Regions from separate parts of the Ovis aries genome. Here region 1 is linked to region 2. A link is a contact called in public Hi-C data. All regions are on one chromosome and are shown on one strand. Each heading gives the region's core, a stretch centred on a gene start, on an enhancer-like site or on the middle of the called end of the contact. The rest is flanking DNA. Distances are from core to core; before and after follow the strand shown. Region 1 overlaps DCDC2 (doublecortin domain containing 2). Region 2 holds the start of ALDH5A1 (aldehyde dehydrogenase 5 family member A1).

Region 1 (3,913 bases), core at 985-3,484, 170 kb before region 2:
TGGGATTTTCCAGGCAAGAGTACTGGACTGGGTTGCCAGGGACACTCAAAAAACTGATTTTGGAGCATCAAGAAAGACTAGTTGATTCCAATAACTATATGAGGCATAGCTTTGGTAATGGACACTCATGCATTCAAATACTGATTAATGACTAATTGCCGGGCACTTGACAAGAACTAAACTAAACTTAGCTTCCCTGGTAGCTCAGGCAGTAAAGAATCTGCCTGCAATGCATGAGACCCAGGTTCGATCCCTGGGTGGGGAAGATCCCCTGGAGGAGGGAATGGCAACCCACTCCAGGATTCTCGTCTGGAAAATTCTATGGACAGGGGAGCCTGGAGGGTTTACAGCCTATGAGGTTGCAAAGAGTCAGATACGACTGAGTGACTAACACAACACAAATTAAACTTAGAAAAAAATAATTGCTTTGTAATTAGAAAACGGGTAAGAAGTCAGATGTTTTCTATTTTAAAAAGAAAGCACGTTGTATAGCACCAGGAACTCTACTCAATATTCTGTCATAATCTAAGTGGGAAAAGAATCTGAAAAAAATGGATATATGTATATAACTGAATCACTTTGCTATATCTGAATCTAACACAACACTGTAAATCAACTATACGCCGATATACAATAAAAAAAGAAAACCAGATGCATCTAAAAAGTAAAAACATGTGCAATAAATACAAATACAAATAAATTATATAGTATAAATTATATACTTATCTATTTACATAGTTCATTATATAAATTATAGATAATACATAGACAAATTATATAGAGACAGGGAAGGGCAGAGGAATAGAAGAGGGATCTTCCTTTCTTTTTTGAGACTTCTACACATGACTCATAAATGGGGTAGTCATTGCTATTTATGGGGCATAGGGAATAAGATTGTCATCTCATACTGCTATGTTAGTTGATAAGATAACATTACTGAGTAGCTTGTGTGCGAAATACTCATAAACACAAATATTTACCAAATGCATAGATAGGCATTTTTTCAGATAAAGGAATTAACTTTCTCAAAGTTACCCAGTTTTGACTTTTCTGCTACACTGACACTTGCTAGTTCCCAAGGGACTAGAAACAGCTATCATATGGTTTGATTCCCTTAAAAAGTCACCTGGAAGTAATAGATTACGATTTTATCTCTAAGTGGAAGAAATCAAGCAGCAGCCTCATTTTACAGGGCATCCCATGCAAACACTAGACCCTATGTGATCACTCAAGCACTGTCCTGTTTTTCCCCTCACACACATATCAAAATACCTGACAGAAATAGCAAACCTCTGGCTCAGACCAACAGAAAACTAAAAAGAGCCCTTTGATCACCCCCTTGCTCTACTCAAATTGGGACTGTTTTGGATAATTCCCTAGGCTCTTCCCAACAAGATCCAGTCAACTCAGGTTTCTGTCATTACCACGGTAAACTCACTTTAAGCCTTCATGAACATGTGCCAAAGACACAAAAGCCATAATGCATCACAAAATCCCTCGTAAAGTGATTTTGTGAGGGATTTGCCGCACACAGCAGCACTCACAGGGTGTGTATTTCAGCGGAGCATCCAGGAGACCTTGTGAGCAGGGGACCACACTCAGACTCAGGCTGGTGTTTCTCTGTGTATTTGCTGATGGGAAGTGTGAGAAATCTTTTTATCCAAACTGGACACAGGTTCCCAAAAGGCAAAATGGAGTTCTGGAAACTTCAGAATCGACCTTTCACTGTGACTTTGTGATACATGGATAATCATGTTTTCTCACCAAAACCTGAGCAATTGCCATATTTGAATCTGTAAATTGTTGATCACAAGATGTATTAGCCACTTGGGAATTAAGGACAACTGAGAACAACGTACGGAGAAGGCAATGGCACCCCACTCCAGTGTTCTTGCCTGGAAAATCCCATGGACGGAGGAGCCTGGAAGGCTGCAGTCCATGGGGTCGCTGAGAGTCAGGCACGACTGAGCGACTTCACTTTCACTTTTCACTTCCCTGCATCGGAGAAGGAAATGGCAACCCACTCCAGTGTTCTTGTCTGGAGAATCCCAGGGACGGGGGAGCCTGGTGGGCTGCCGTCTATGGGGTCGCACAGAGTCGGACACGACTGAAGCGACGCTGCAGCAGCAGCGGCAGCAGCAGCAACAGCAGCAGCAACAGCAGCAGCAGCGGCGGCAGAGGACAATGTAAGGTAGTCTTTAGCTCCAACTTTCAAGCATGTCCCTGATTTTATGTCTTTTCCACTAGAGGGCGCTTGGACTCTGTGCACTGAAACCTCACACCTAGAGACACCCTCCCTCTGGTGGGTTAATTTTTCAAACTTAATAGAACTTCAGAGGATTCCCTTATCGCTTCCTTTTGTTTTCCAGGCTAGAATCTCAAAGTACTTGATTCTGTGACCCCCCGCGTCTGTATGAGTGGTGACTTCTGGTCTTTTCCTGCTTTGCACAGGGCATTGCCTGGCTGTTTTGAAAGGGTTGCTGGACCCCCCCACCGAACCTCCTCACCTTTACCCCAAACCCTATTACCTACACTTCCTACCACAAGGGTGGGGCCTTGCTGACCCATCACTTCTGCACAGCAGGTCCTCTATGGAGAGTGTAGCAGCTTTCTCTCTCTTTTTTAAGCTCTATCAGGCCCCCACCCACACTTCCCTTCCTTATGCAATACAGCCATTCCTAGAAAGCTTGTGGAGAAAAGAATTCCTAAAAGTCCAACTCTGGGTCCCCTTTGATTTGCATCACGAGTTCAGGGATGCCTTCCCTTGAACTGAACAGTAAGTAGCTCCTTAAGTTGTAAGCCAGCTCACCCATCGTCCCCTTCACTCACACTCATCCCAACTCCATGCCAAGCGGTTAAGGATCTTGAAAATATGTACATTCTCCAGGGAACCAATTACTTAAAGGAAAGGAGCAAACTGATCCTTCCCTTAAAAAGTTCCTGAGCTTGTGACTTTGGAATGCCCAACGTAGAATATTCTCTCCGTGTGGTTCACGGCTAGTCACTCACAAATCCACTAGATAGGTTTCGTGGAACCTCACTGTGTGCCCAGGGGATTATGCCCCTCTGCTGAATATAATCTCCTACAAGAGGCCCACCCTGGCCACCCAGGGGGTACTGCACCCTCTCTAACTTTCTCCCCCCATATCCTGATACATGTTTCTTCAAGTTTATCCCTGATTAATATCAACTGTATATTAGTTTGTCTTTTTCCTCCTCCAGAATGGAGGCTTCAGACATTTATGGTTTTCTCTGGAATCTCTGCCTCCCCTTCCCCACAAGCACTAAAACAGTTCAGTTCAGTTCAGTCACTCAGTCATATCCGACTCTTTGCAACCCTATGGACCGCAGTACGCCAGGCCTCCCTGTCCATCATGCAACTCCCAGATTTTACTCAAACTCATGTCCACCGAGTCGGTGATGCCATCCAACCATCTCATCTTCTGTCGTCCCCCTTCTCCTAGTGCTCGGGACATAATATGGACTCAATAAATGGCTACTGGATGAATGCAGCCATCAGTGACAACATACAATAATCCCCCGCTGCCTTCTGTCCCAGTCACCCGCATCACTCAGGACTCCAGCCGTCCCACTGCCTCCTGCTTCTGTTCTTGCCCCACCCACTTCTCTGCAGACACCACAGCCAGAATGATCTTTCAAAAACAGAAATCAAATGCTATCACTCCCTTCCTCTGCCCCTCAAATGGTAAGGAATCAAATCCAAACTTCACACACGGCCTGCACCACTGGGCCCTGCCTGCCTCTCCAATCTCATCACAGACCACCCCGGCCTTCTTTCTGTCCCCTTTCTTTATGCCAAGCTCTTTCCTGAGGGCCTGCTATGGAGGCTCTTTCTCCCCTGCCCCCACCTTGTATGGCTGGCTGCTTTACCTCATTAAAGTCTCAGTCTCAG
Region 2 (3,546 bases), core at 442-2,941:
CACAGGCTCTACCAAAGCCAGCAAGAGCCTCTCCTCTTAGTAGAGATACAGGGAGTGTTTTGGGACTAGTGATCCTAAATCAACTCGGAGAGCTAAGTTTCATTTGAACCCACAGACTCTGAGTATAGGCCTGCTATTTATATCCTCATCAAAGTTGAGGCTTCCTTGCTACTTCCAGAGTTTTAGGCAAAGTCTAATTGTGATCACACCTTGGTTGTTTGATGTTGACTCCCTGGTGGCCTAACGTTTGTCAGCTACAAATTGGCACTTGCCAAGAGCATTGTCAGTGACCGAACAAGGGCATTTGCCATCGGCCTCTGCGGAGATTGAACCCCCTGGTGCCACAGCTGTTGAACTTCAACAATCCCAGAGGGAATTCAGGGTGGAGGGAGGCACTCTGTGCTCCAGGGAGTCTGGTGGGACAGGTCTTTAGACAGTTGGATATTTTCAAGAACTGATTTCATGATTCCAATACTTGCATCTCCTCGTATCTAGAAAGGCACTGAAAGCACTAAATCTCTTCACGGTGACAGCAAAGCCTCCTGACTAGCAGAAAAGTGAAAGTCAAAGTCGCTCAGTTGTGTCCGGCTCTTTGCGACCCCCTGGACTCTCTAGGCCAAAATACTGGAATGGGTAGCCTTTCCCTCCTCCAGGGGATCTTCCCAACCCAGGGATCGAACCCAGGTCTCCTGTACTGCAGGAGGATTCTTTACCAGCTGAGCCACCAGGGAAGCCCGACTAGTGGAAAACCTTTTGTAAAATGAGCGTTTAATTGTATTGAACTCCCTCCTTCACCAAAATCTTATATACTGACTTCCCCCCTCCGCCTCTTTGGAGCAGTCTCTCAGAGCTATCTGAGGTGCCGCCTCCCAGGCTCCAGTCCTCATTTTGCCCCAAATAAAACTTAACTAGAAACTCTCAAATTGTGCATCTTTTTTACTGGACACTTTAATCTCACTAGTTGTTTGACCCAGGTCAGCTAGCATGGATTTTAACACTAAGCTGAATTTAAGGTAGCAACTGTACCAAGCCTTATACCTTCTCTCACAACAAACCTATGGGGCAGGTTATCATTCCATCCCGCAAAGCAGCGGACCCAGGGTAAAGGACTTGTGGAAGGTCACACAGCTTGTCAACAAGAGATTCTGAGTTTGCTCCAAGTCTGCTGCTCTCCAAAGGCGCTTATATCAAGGGCATCCCTGCTTCCAGTTAACACAGAAATAGACAAGCATCCAGGCAGCAGAACGCTGGGCCACACTGCACCCCCTCCGAGAACACTTGCCCCAAATTCTAAACGCACAGAAGCTACGACAGTGAAGCATCCTGCTCACGTCCTAAGAAACTGGGGCTGACGTCGGCACATCCATGGACCAAGCACTAATTCCAGCGGCGGGGAAAGCTGCTTGTGGGGTTGGTGGTGAGAGGGAGCGGCGGAGGGGCTAAGGAATGAATAGTTATAAAGCTGACTCGGGTCCGCAGGCGCCTCTACCAGCGAGCTTGCCCATTCTCATCCGCGATCCTTCCCAGGTCGCGCAGGAAGCCGAGGCTGCTGGCGCTCTCGGTCAATCAAGGTCTAGAGTTCGCGGCTGTGCGGCGCTAAGGGCGCGGGAATAGGGCGCTGCTCCGCGTCCCCGCCGCCCGGCGCGCCCCCGCCGCAGCCTGGGTCCCGGGTGCGCACGCTCGCTAGCCTGCTTCCTGCCGTCGCCTCCAGGGCCATGGCGGCCTGCCTGCGGCTGCGGAGCTGCCTGGCTCCGCACCTCCGGCGGGCACCTCCCAGCCGGATCTGCCGCCCCCGTGCCGACTGCCCAGTGGCCCCGATCCGCGGCTACGCCAGAGGCCCGGCGGGCCTCTCCTCGGCCCTGCTGCGCACCGACGGCTTCGTGGGCGGCCTCTGGGTCTCGGCAGCCGCCACCTTCCCGGTGCACGACCCGGCCAGCGGCGCCGAGCTAGGCTTGGTGGCCGACTGCGGGGTGCCCGAGGCCCGCGCCGCCGTGCGCGCTGCCTACGAGGCTTTCTGCAGCTGGAGGGGGGTCTCGGCCAAGGTGAGTGCGCGCCGGATGCAGGGGCGATCGGGGCTTTGTACCCTAGTGAAACCAGCTGTGTCACCTCTCCCCTCCCCAGTGCTCCAGGATACACCATGTGGAAAGACAGTAAAAATAAAGAAGTTTGGAGCGTCGGCTTTGTGCCAAGCCCGGAGCGGGCGTTAGGGAGCACGGCCCCGCCCTCGAGCCTCATAAAGGGTCGGGTAGGGGAGCAGAACAGGAACCTGCAATGATAAGCCAGCAGACCGCAGGGGAAGGTGAGAGCACGTGTGATTTCAGAGCATCTGAAGTGCCTGTCTGGCTGCAGGAACACCACGCAGGAGGCTAATGGGGTGGTTTACAGCAAGGCTGGTAATGAGTGCTCACACCAAGTCATGAGCTGGGGAGTGGAGAGAACTGGAAAAAATCGGGGGCTTTGGGCAAGGGAAGAGACAAGCCCAGAACCACCCTCCAGGTTTGGGGCCTGAATAGGCAGATACATCCTTTAACTGACATAGACAGGAGTAGAGAATCGAGGGTGGGGGGCTGTCAGGGGGAGAGATTTCTTTCCTCTTCCATTTAGTTTATGACACCGGAGTCAGCCCAGAGGTCATTTTCTACCGTGCCCTTCAGCATCCTTTGTCTGAAGGAAGACAGTGCAGCAATGAGGTCCAAGTACCAAGGGAATCTAACACTGATTCATCCATGAGACATTTTCTGAGCACCTGTTATGCCTGCCACTGTGGGAGGTTCTGGGGATACAGCAGTTCCACAAAAGAAACATTCCTGCCCTCTTGGAGTTCACTTGGAGGTGAGGGGAGGGAGGAGATTTAAGCTGTGACAAATAGCATAGCTAAACAAACAAGTCACTTCTCCTTTCCCCTGGGTCCTGGTGCACACAGGGTGTGCTTGCTCCTTGGAAGAAAAGCTATGACAAACCTAGACAGTATCAAAAAGCAGAGATGTCACTTTGCCAACAAAGGTCCCTATAGTCAAAGCTATGGTTTTTCCAGTAGTCGTGTGCAGGTACAAGAGCTGGAGCATAAAGAAGGCTGAGTGCTGAGCAACTGTTGCTTTCGAATTGTGGTGCTGGAGAAGACTCTCGAGTCCCGTGGACAACAAGGCGATCAAACCAGTCAATTTTCCCTAAAGGGGAAATCAATGCTGAATATTCTTTGGAAGGACTGATGCTGAAGCTCCAATACTTTGGCCACCTGATGCGAAGAACTGACTCATTGGAAAAGACCTTGATGCTGGGAAAGATTGAAGGCAGGAGGAGAAGGGGACGACAGAGCATGAGATGGTTGGATGGTATCACCAACTGAGTGGGCATAAGTTTGATCAAACTCCGGGAGATGGTGAAGGACAGGGAAGTCTGACGTGCTGCAGTCCATGGGGTCACAAAGAGTCAGACACGACTTAGTGACTGAACAACAATAAACAAATAAGTATGTTAGAAGTAATGAATGCTATGAGAAAAAGCAGAGAAGGCTAACAGGATCAGAGGCCAGAGAAAAGGGGCAAA

What was found. Hi-C and Micro-C count contacts between places; a contact is called where the count stands out from the background.
Region 1: a Hi-C map of liver shows a contact between it and region 2, with 4 times the contacts expected there. The contact joins the enhancer-like site here to the promoter of ALDH5A1 in region 2. A contact is called at or near these places in 2 of 16 Hi-C or Micro-C datasets (liver and omental adipose tissue).

What each region holds. Positions count from the first base shown.
Region 1 is chr20:32,434,637-32,438,549 of ARS-UI_Ramb_v3.0, reverse strand. The region is part of intron 6 of DCDC2 (doublecortin domain containing 2); the gene reads right to left. Among named protein-coding and RNA genes, the nearest start is that of DCDC2, 58 kb to the right of the region's middle. Within about 2 kb of position 2,234, at least 1 of the 54 cell types and tissues checked has an H3K27ac peak or open chromatin away from gene starts, as enhancers often do. A contact at or near this core is called in liver, where this site is marked.
Region 2 is chr20:32,259,650-32,263,195 of ARS-UI_Ramb_v3.0, reverse strand. It overlaps ALDH5A1 (aldehyde dehydrogenase 5 family member A1), which reads left to right and starts at 1,691. Exons shown (of 9, transcript XM_060403444.1): 1 at 1,691-2,042. The coding sequence starts at 1,716.